2 separate regions of the Mus musculus genome follow, and region 1 is linked to region 2. The links are chromatin contacts, called in public HiChIP or PLAC-seq maps. All regions are on one chromosome and are shown on one strand. Each heading gives the region's core, a stretch centred on a gene start, on an enhancer-like site or on the middle of the called end of the contact. The rest is flanking DNA. Distances are from core to core; before and after follow the strand shown.

What was found. HiChIP or PLAC-seq counts read pairs in DNA pulled down with a chosen protein or histone mark.
Region 1: a RAD21 HiChIP or PLAC-seq map of pro-B cells shows a contact between it and region 2, with 3 times the contacts expected there. The contact joins two enhancer-like sites. A contact is called at or near these places in 1 of 39 promoter capture datasets (the C10 cell line), 1 of 15 datasets of contacts at CTCF or cohesin (pro-B cells) and 4 of 484 Hi-C or Micro-C datasets (the C10 cell line, cortical neurons, myocytes and 1 more).

The regions. Positions count from the first base shown.
Region 1 is chr12:16,381,684-16,385,131 of GRCm38.p6, reverse strand. No RefSeq gene overlaps it. Among named protein-coding and RNA genes, the nearest start is that of Gm36372, 150 kb to the right of the region's middle. Within about 2 kb of position 1,486, at least 45 of the 459 cell types and tissues checked have an H3K27ac peak or open chromatin away from gene starts, as enhancers often do. A contact at or near this core is called in pro-B cells, where this site is marked.
Region 2 is chr12:16,039,329-16,043,345 of GRCm38.p6, reverse strand. No RefSeq gene overlaps it. Among named protein-coding and RNA genes, the nearest start is that of Gm36235, 26 kb to the right of the region's middle. Within about 2 kb of position 1,950, at least 24 of the 459 cell types and tissues checked have an H3K27ac peak or open chromatin away from gene starts, as enhancers often do. A contact at or near this core is called in pro-B cells, where this site is marked.

The DNA of each region.
Region 1 (3,448 bases), core at 237-2,736, 340 kb before region 2:
AGGGTGGCAAAGAACAGGAAGAGGGCAGTAAAACTCATATGGCCTAAAAGCAGATAAGATTCTACTGGGGTGGACAGGTGTGTGTGTGTAGGGTGGGGCTAAGGAGGAGAAGTAAAATCAACAAAAACAAATGACTCTTGGAAATGTCACAGTGAAAGCCAGTACTGTATGTGCTAATCAAAATTGATCATCATCATCATCAACACACACACACACACACACACACACACACACACACACACACACACACACACCAAAACAATTCCTACTTAGTTTAGTATTCTTGCAAGCTGAGGGAGTTAGGCCTTCATGCTCCACACTTAGGCAAACCATGCATTTCTAGGAAGATGACAGAAATTGGAGGATAAAACACAGCCATGTAATATTGCATCAGGGAGCAGTGGAAGGCAGGGGAAAAGAACCCTGGGGGTTCAGCAGGCATCTAACTTTTCAAAATTTCTCCAATAATCAAATTTGCAACTGGCCATGTGCTGCACACACCTGGCAGGAAGTATATCTAACAGAATATGCAAATACCTCTTGCCCAGATGGGTTTTCTTTCCCCCGTGTACTTTTTACAGCTTCCTTGCTTTGAGTTTTATTTACCAGTTATAAATTTAAAAATTCTTGTGTGTGTGTGTGTGTGTGTGAGTGTGCATGTGAGTGTGTGGTGTATATGTGATTGTGTAGTGTGTGTGTGTAGAGAGAGTGTGTGGTGTGTTTGGAGTGTGTAGAGTATGTGTGTGGGATGTGCATGTGAATGTATGTGTGTGTGTGTTTGAGCGTGGTGTGCATGTGACTGTGTGTCTGTGGGAGTGTGGTGTGCTTATGAGTGTGTATGTGTATGGAGTGTGTGTGTGTGAGAGAGAGAGTGTGTATTTTCTATGGTTCTGGGCATGGTAAGAGAATGTGTCTGTTGTGTTAAATTACTTGGTTTGTGGCATTTTGTCTCTGCAGCCCTAAACTCAGTGGTTCCCAAGACATGGATGCCTCCCAGTGATGAAGAATCCAGGGTAAGACCAGCATTCTTGACCTTGCTGGGCACAGTGGGTCCTGGCACAGAGGGCCAGTGGCTTTGCCACCAGACACCCTTGACGTCCATGATGTGCTAGGTTTTCTTATTTATCTGGGGGCTTGGCTTTCCCGCATCAATGGTGTTGGATGGTAGTGTCCTCATCCTGGCGGACCTGAGGGAGGGTTAACACACTGAGGGACTAGGGCTTGCTTGGCCACTGCCTGCCCTGCTAAGGGCCCTCGGTTAACTTTTGTTACCAGCCGTCCAGGTGCAGCCTCTCTCTTCCACGAGACGGCGCCTCTCGTGTCAGTCCTTGATTGCAAGTTTTGCTGCTCACTTTTGCCCTGACGTTGTGTTTATTTAAGGAACCATTCGTTTGGGTGAAACCTCACAGCGTTTAGGTTTTGGCTGAGTGAGCTGGAACACTCTGTTGAGTATTTATAGCCAGAAACATTTGTTCGCCTTAGACCACATGACTTGACATCTCTGAAACTTGAGCAAGCTCCGGTTTGCTTTGGATCTTTAAGCCTTTCTGTGGTGTAGAGGAGAGTGACGGGTTCGGAAGCTCTCGCTGTTTTGTAACTCTCTTGGTACCACTCCAGTGAGCCAAGCGAACTGTGGTCCCCATCAGTTGTCATACAGGACTCTTGAGTGTCACCATGCAGGTGTGCAGATGGCACAGACAGTAGGCCAAAGACTTCAGGTCTCTGGATTTTACCTCAAGTATTTAGCAGACAACTTTAGTGAGGGGAAAAATCCCAAACTAAACCAAACCAAACCAAATAACCAGAAACAACATTTAAAAAAGCAACACCCCTAAAACCCAACCTGTTTTTCAAATTTGGGCCGAGGCGAGTGAGTCCTGAATGCAAGAAGAAAAACCACATTTTTTTTTTCTTCTATACACCTGTGTGTGCACAAGGTAAGGCTTATGAAGTTTCTCCTTTTTGAAAAAGAAATCATCTGACTCTCAGCCAATACTATGGCCTTAATGTGCGTTCTGCCAATGCCTCCAAAACCATTTGAGAGCAGGCCACAAAAACAAAAAACAAACAAACAAACAAACAAAAAAAAAACCCAACCAACCAACCAACCAAACAACCGAACTAAAAACAAAACAAAGCAAAACAAAGTCCCCAAACTGCCCAGGTTTGCCGATGGAGAGTTGGAGGCAGTCTGCACAGACTCTGTGGCGAGAAATATTTGGAGAAACGAGAGCCGACTTTTCAGTCTTTTCTTGCCAGAAAGCCAAAAGCAAAGCTGGAATTTTGTGGTTCCGGCACTTTGTGTGCCTCCCAGTCATTTTGCACAGATGGTTCTGGTTTAAGGCCATGATGCCCCATCCACTGGAGGGAAAGAAACCGGGCGACCACCCCAAGCCTCCCATTCTGATGCCAAAGTATACTCTACTGCCCGGAGAAAATGAGAACCGGGAGAAGTTGCTTAGAAAGCTGCCAATTAGGGTGCAGAAGCTGAATGGTTCAGTGACTGTGCGATGCTGAAACCCACATTTTCCTTTGGATTATGTCACCTGGGGGACACTGACAGGGACTCTCCCCTGCTTAGCCAGTCACAGTTGCATGATACTGAAAGATTTGGGCAGGCTTTGTCTTTTCATTTGAAAAGACAAAGACCCTGAAAAGCAGAGCGACTTGCCTTTTACTAAGGGTCTGGGATACAGAGCAGGATGTCCAAGTTTACCTTTTACCCCTGACTTGTAAATTTCTCCTCTGTCCACTCTCTTCCATATTGTAGTGATTACTGTTAATAATTTAATAGGATCTGGAATCATCTAAGAGACTGATCCTGCAGGCCAGGGAGGGTCAGTCTCCTAGATGACTCCAGATCCTAGTGCTACGATCCTAGACGATCCTAGTGCTACGATCCTTTAATACAATTCCTCATGCTGTGTTGATCCCCAACCTTAAAATTATGTTATGAACCATAATACAAATATCTGATATGCAGGATATCTGGTAAGGTGACTTCTGTGAAAAAGGTCATTTGACACCCCCCCCCCCAGAGAACCACTGTTCCAGGCACACCTTTGATGGATTAAATCAGTCTCTGGGCATGCCTATGAGGGATTATATTAGTTAAATTAATTGAGATGGAGAGACATAGGTCAGAAGTGGCTGACTACCATATCAACTACCACTGCCTAGGTTGGTCATCATAGTTCACTGTGTCTCTCCTCCCCACACCAACCCAGATCCATGCAAGAAAGTCCACTTCTTGGGGCAGGAGAAATGGCTCAGTGGTTAAGAGTGCCTACTTCTCTTTTCAAGGACCCCAGCCTGGCTCCCAGCACCAGTGCTCTGTTTCCCCATTCCACTTGGAACTGCAATTCCAGAGGCTCTGGTGCCTTTGTCCTCCACGGGCGTCTGCACTTATGTACGCACACATACTCCCAACCCCCAAGAGTTAAAAATA
Region 2 (4,017 bases), core at 701-3,200:
AACTTTTTTAGGATACACACTTCACTGTAAAGTACAAGGGAGCTGTTGATTGCTCTAGGGGGATTTTTATATAAATAATTTTTTAAATTTCACTTTTATTTTACTAGTGAGTATAAGTGTACTTGGGTGCCGTGAAAGTCCCAAAATGGCATCCGACTCTTTGGAACTGGATTTCAGGAGGCTGTGAGCAGCCCTCTAGGGTACTAGGAACGGAACTTGGGTCAGCTGGAAGAGTAACACTGCTGAGCCCTCTCCCAAGCCCCTTAGACAGCAACTCAGCCAGTAATTGAGAGATCTAGTTTCTAATCAAAGAGGATGCCTCCCTCAGCCCATGGTGCCTTCTTCATTTTGTCCCACAGGTTAAACCACTTATCACTGAGAAGGAACCCTGGAAGGGAGCAGCCAAGCAGAGAAACTCCCTGTTAGAAGAATCAGGACAACAGAAATTTTTAATTTTTTTCCAATTTCTTGTAATGTTGTGTATTTTATTCAGCAGAAAAATCCATGTTGGGAAGCAATCCCCACACTTTTAGCAGGCTCAGCTGTCTGAAGAGTAAATAGAGGGATGTACCAGAGGTATTTATTTGGCTCTTGTCTCAGCAGCAAGGAGCTGCTGCTACCTCCAAACAGAGAGAGCAGAAGGCACAGTGGAAGTCCTAGCAGTCTATTTACTGTTCATTTCTCCCTGCCCAAGCTATTGCAACATGACATAGCCTCATGCATTCCTACACTTTGGGGATCTTTCTGAGCTACTGTCAAGAGCCTTGTCTTTTCCTGCAAGGTTGATAGGCACATACAAGGATAAAGAGAGATTCTAGTTACTCAATACTTGTTTTGCTTAGTCTATTAAAAAAAATTGCACCATATCCCATTTGATGATTGTGCAATGCAGGGTGGATACCTAAACTGGAAGTTAAGTAACTCTGAGCTCTAGGCACCTTTACAATTGAGACATCTATTTATATTCAAGTGGAAAATATTCCGTTGTTCTTGATTTAAAAAAAATGGGTAGAAAGCCAATGAAAATAGATTTGACTATTCTTTGCATATAGGGAATGCTCACTGGAAAATTTTCATTCTGCTCTTCTCAGGTGAGGAAAATAGAGTACGGATTGTTAAGGATCTAGAGCCCCAAGAAAATTATTAATCCACCTGGGATCTTCTATTGGTAGCACCAGTAATGAAAATGCTTAGTGTGGGCTCAAATCTCAATTCTGACATTCTCTGGTTCGATGAATTGGAGGAAATGACTTAACTCTCCTGAATGTGGTTTCCTTCATGGGAACTGAAGTACTGACTTCAGGAACTACCATAGAGTAGCTGTAAAGGGCTGAGGCCAGGGCACATGATAGGTGGTTCGGACACATCCCTATACATTGCTTTCCATCTATTTCCTACCCTTGTCTTTCTGCTTACTTACTTTATACTTGTGTGTTGAACCTTCTTGCACCCCAGCACCCTGAGAAGACCCAAAACAGAAGCTGCATGTGCTGTGTAGAGCACTAGAAGCATGCAGGCAGCGCTACAGTGAAGATGAGACAGATCCTGGTGAACACAGGGCATGGGGTATGCTCATGGTGTCTTCAGAGAGTGAGGAAGAAGAAGCTCTTCAAAGCTTGATGATCCCATCAATTGTCCTTGAACAGGGTCTCTATGTAATGACACGTGGTGGAAAAGGTTCCATGCTTAGGAACGGGAGCCCTGTCCCTGACAATAAAGCCACCACTTCAGTGGGGTTATACAGGTGTTTATCTACTTAGCACTTATCCACCTCTGGGCTTGAATTGACCCCTTATAAGTCTTCACTTTCTTGACTTACAAATATGAATGACATCCTCTGATCCTTGGTCTTGTGTTCCAAGGGACAGATGGGCAGGGAAGGGGAACAGGGTGAGGCCACGGAAGCTGATTAGAGTGCAGTTTGTCATGCGTGAAATCCTCTGTAAATGTGAGGCTGTTCAGCTGCATCATCACATGCTCAGCATAAAGGAAGTAGGTTTGAGCCATGTGTCGTGCAGACTCCATATGGGCTCTCCAAATGAGACAGGAGCTGCTTTGTGTTTACATGAAAGAACGAAAAAAACTTGATGTCCATCCTGGGGGTCCCTGTGAATATCCAGAGCACATGGCCCAGCTGCAAATTCCACCCTCATCCAGTCCTGTGCTTGTCATCCAACTGTACTTGGCACAGAAAGTACACACACACACACACACAGCACACACACACACACACACACACACACACACACACACATACACACACACACACACACACACACACACACACACACACACACATCTCAAAGGGCAATGTACACACAGCACACTTTCCACAAGAAAATAGATGGAAACGAAGCCGAATTTATCATACACATCCAAGTCACAAGCATGATTCCTACTGGATGATCTCCTCTTTTTCTAAAGCTAGCTCTGAGACAAGGGCAACTGTTAAAGTTATTGTTATGGGACAAAAGAGATCTAGGAGGAAGCCTTCATGAGGATAATCCTGACCTCTTGAAATGGGACTCTCTGGTATTCCTCAGTACTGGGTGGCATTGAAAGTCAGCATGGTGTTGGTGCTTCTAGGAACAAGCGTGGGCTAGTGAGCTCACCAGGATCCACTGGATAGGCCCATGCCTGTGGCCATGTAGCTATCCCTGGTAGAACTCAACAGGCCATTAAAACAAAACAAACCGATGTAATCCCAGGGGAAAAGGATGCCGACAGGGCTGAGATGGAATTGGGGGGAGCATAATCAGAAGGCTTATACATGTGTGTGAAATTTTCAAAGAACAAATCTAATAAAATTGTAATATATATGTATACACACATTGTATATGTACACATATACATGTTATATATACATATTATATATATAGGTATATATAATCCAGTTATAGTTCAAGTGTATAAAATCCAGTCACAGAGCACATGATAGGAATGAGGATCTACTCTAACAGACTGGAAGAGGAGTGGAAACTTACCTACAGGACAGAGCAAGTCTATACATATACATATTATGGAGTGGGGACAGAACAAGTACCTTGCATTGAAAATGGAAAAATGTAACCTGCCTAACTTATTCCACTTTTATATATGAAGGAAGGTTCTGATTATAGTACTAATCACTTTTATTTTTCCAGTGAAGAGTATTAGGCTCTACTGTTCATGACTTAGCCATTCATAAATGCTAAGGAGATGTTTGCTTTTTTTTCTCTCTACCATTAATTTATTTAGTGAATTTTTAAAATCTATCAGTGAGTTTCCTTTATATTTATTTTTTTTTCTTTCCATTTTTTATTAGGTATTTAGCTCATTTACATTTCCAATGCTATACCAAAAGTCCCCCATACCCACCCACCCCCACTCCCCTACCCGCCCACTCCCCCTTTTTGGCCCTGGCGTTCCCCTGTTCTGGGGCATATAAAGTTTGTGTGTCCAATGGGCCTCTCTTTCCAGTGATGGCCGACTAGGCCATCCTTTGATACATATGCAGCTAGAGTCAAGAGCTCCGGGGTACTGGTTAGTTCATAATGTTGTTCCACCTATAGGGTTGCGGATCCCTTTAGCTCCTTGGGTACTTTCTCTAGCTCCTCCATTGGGAGCCCTGTGATCCATCCATTAGCTGACTGTGGGTATCCACTTCTGTGTTTGCTAGGCCCCGGCATAGTCTCACAAGAGACAGCTACATCTGGGTCCTTTCGATAAAATCTTGCTAGTGTATGCAATGGCGTCAGCGTTTGGATGCTGATTATGGGGTGGATCCCTGGATAAGGCAGTCTCTACATGGTCCATCCTTTCATCTCAGCTCCAAACTTTGTCTCTGTAACTCCTTCCAAGGGTGTTTTGTTCCCACTTCTAAGGAGGGGTATAGTGTCCACACTTCAGTCTTCATTTTTCTTGAGTTTCATGTGTTTAGGAAATTGTATCTTATATCTTGGGTATCCTAGGTTTTGGGCTAATATCCACTTATCAGTGAGTACATATTGTGTGAGTTCCTTTGTGAATGTGTTACCC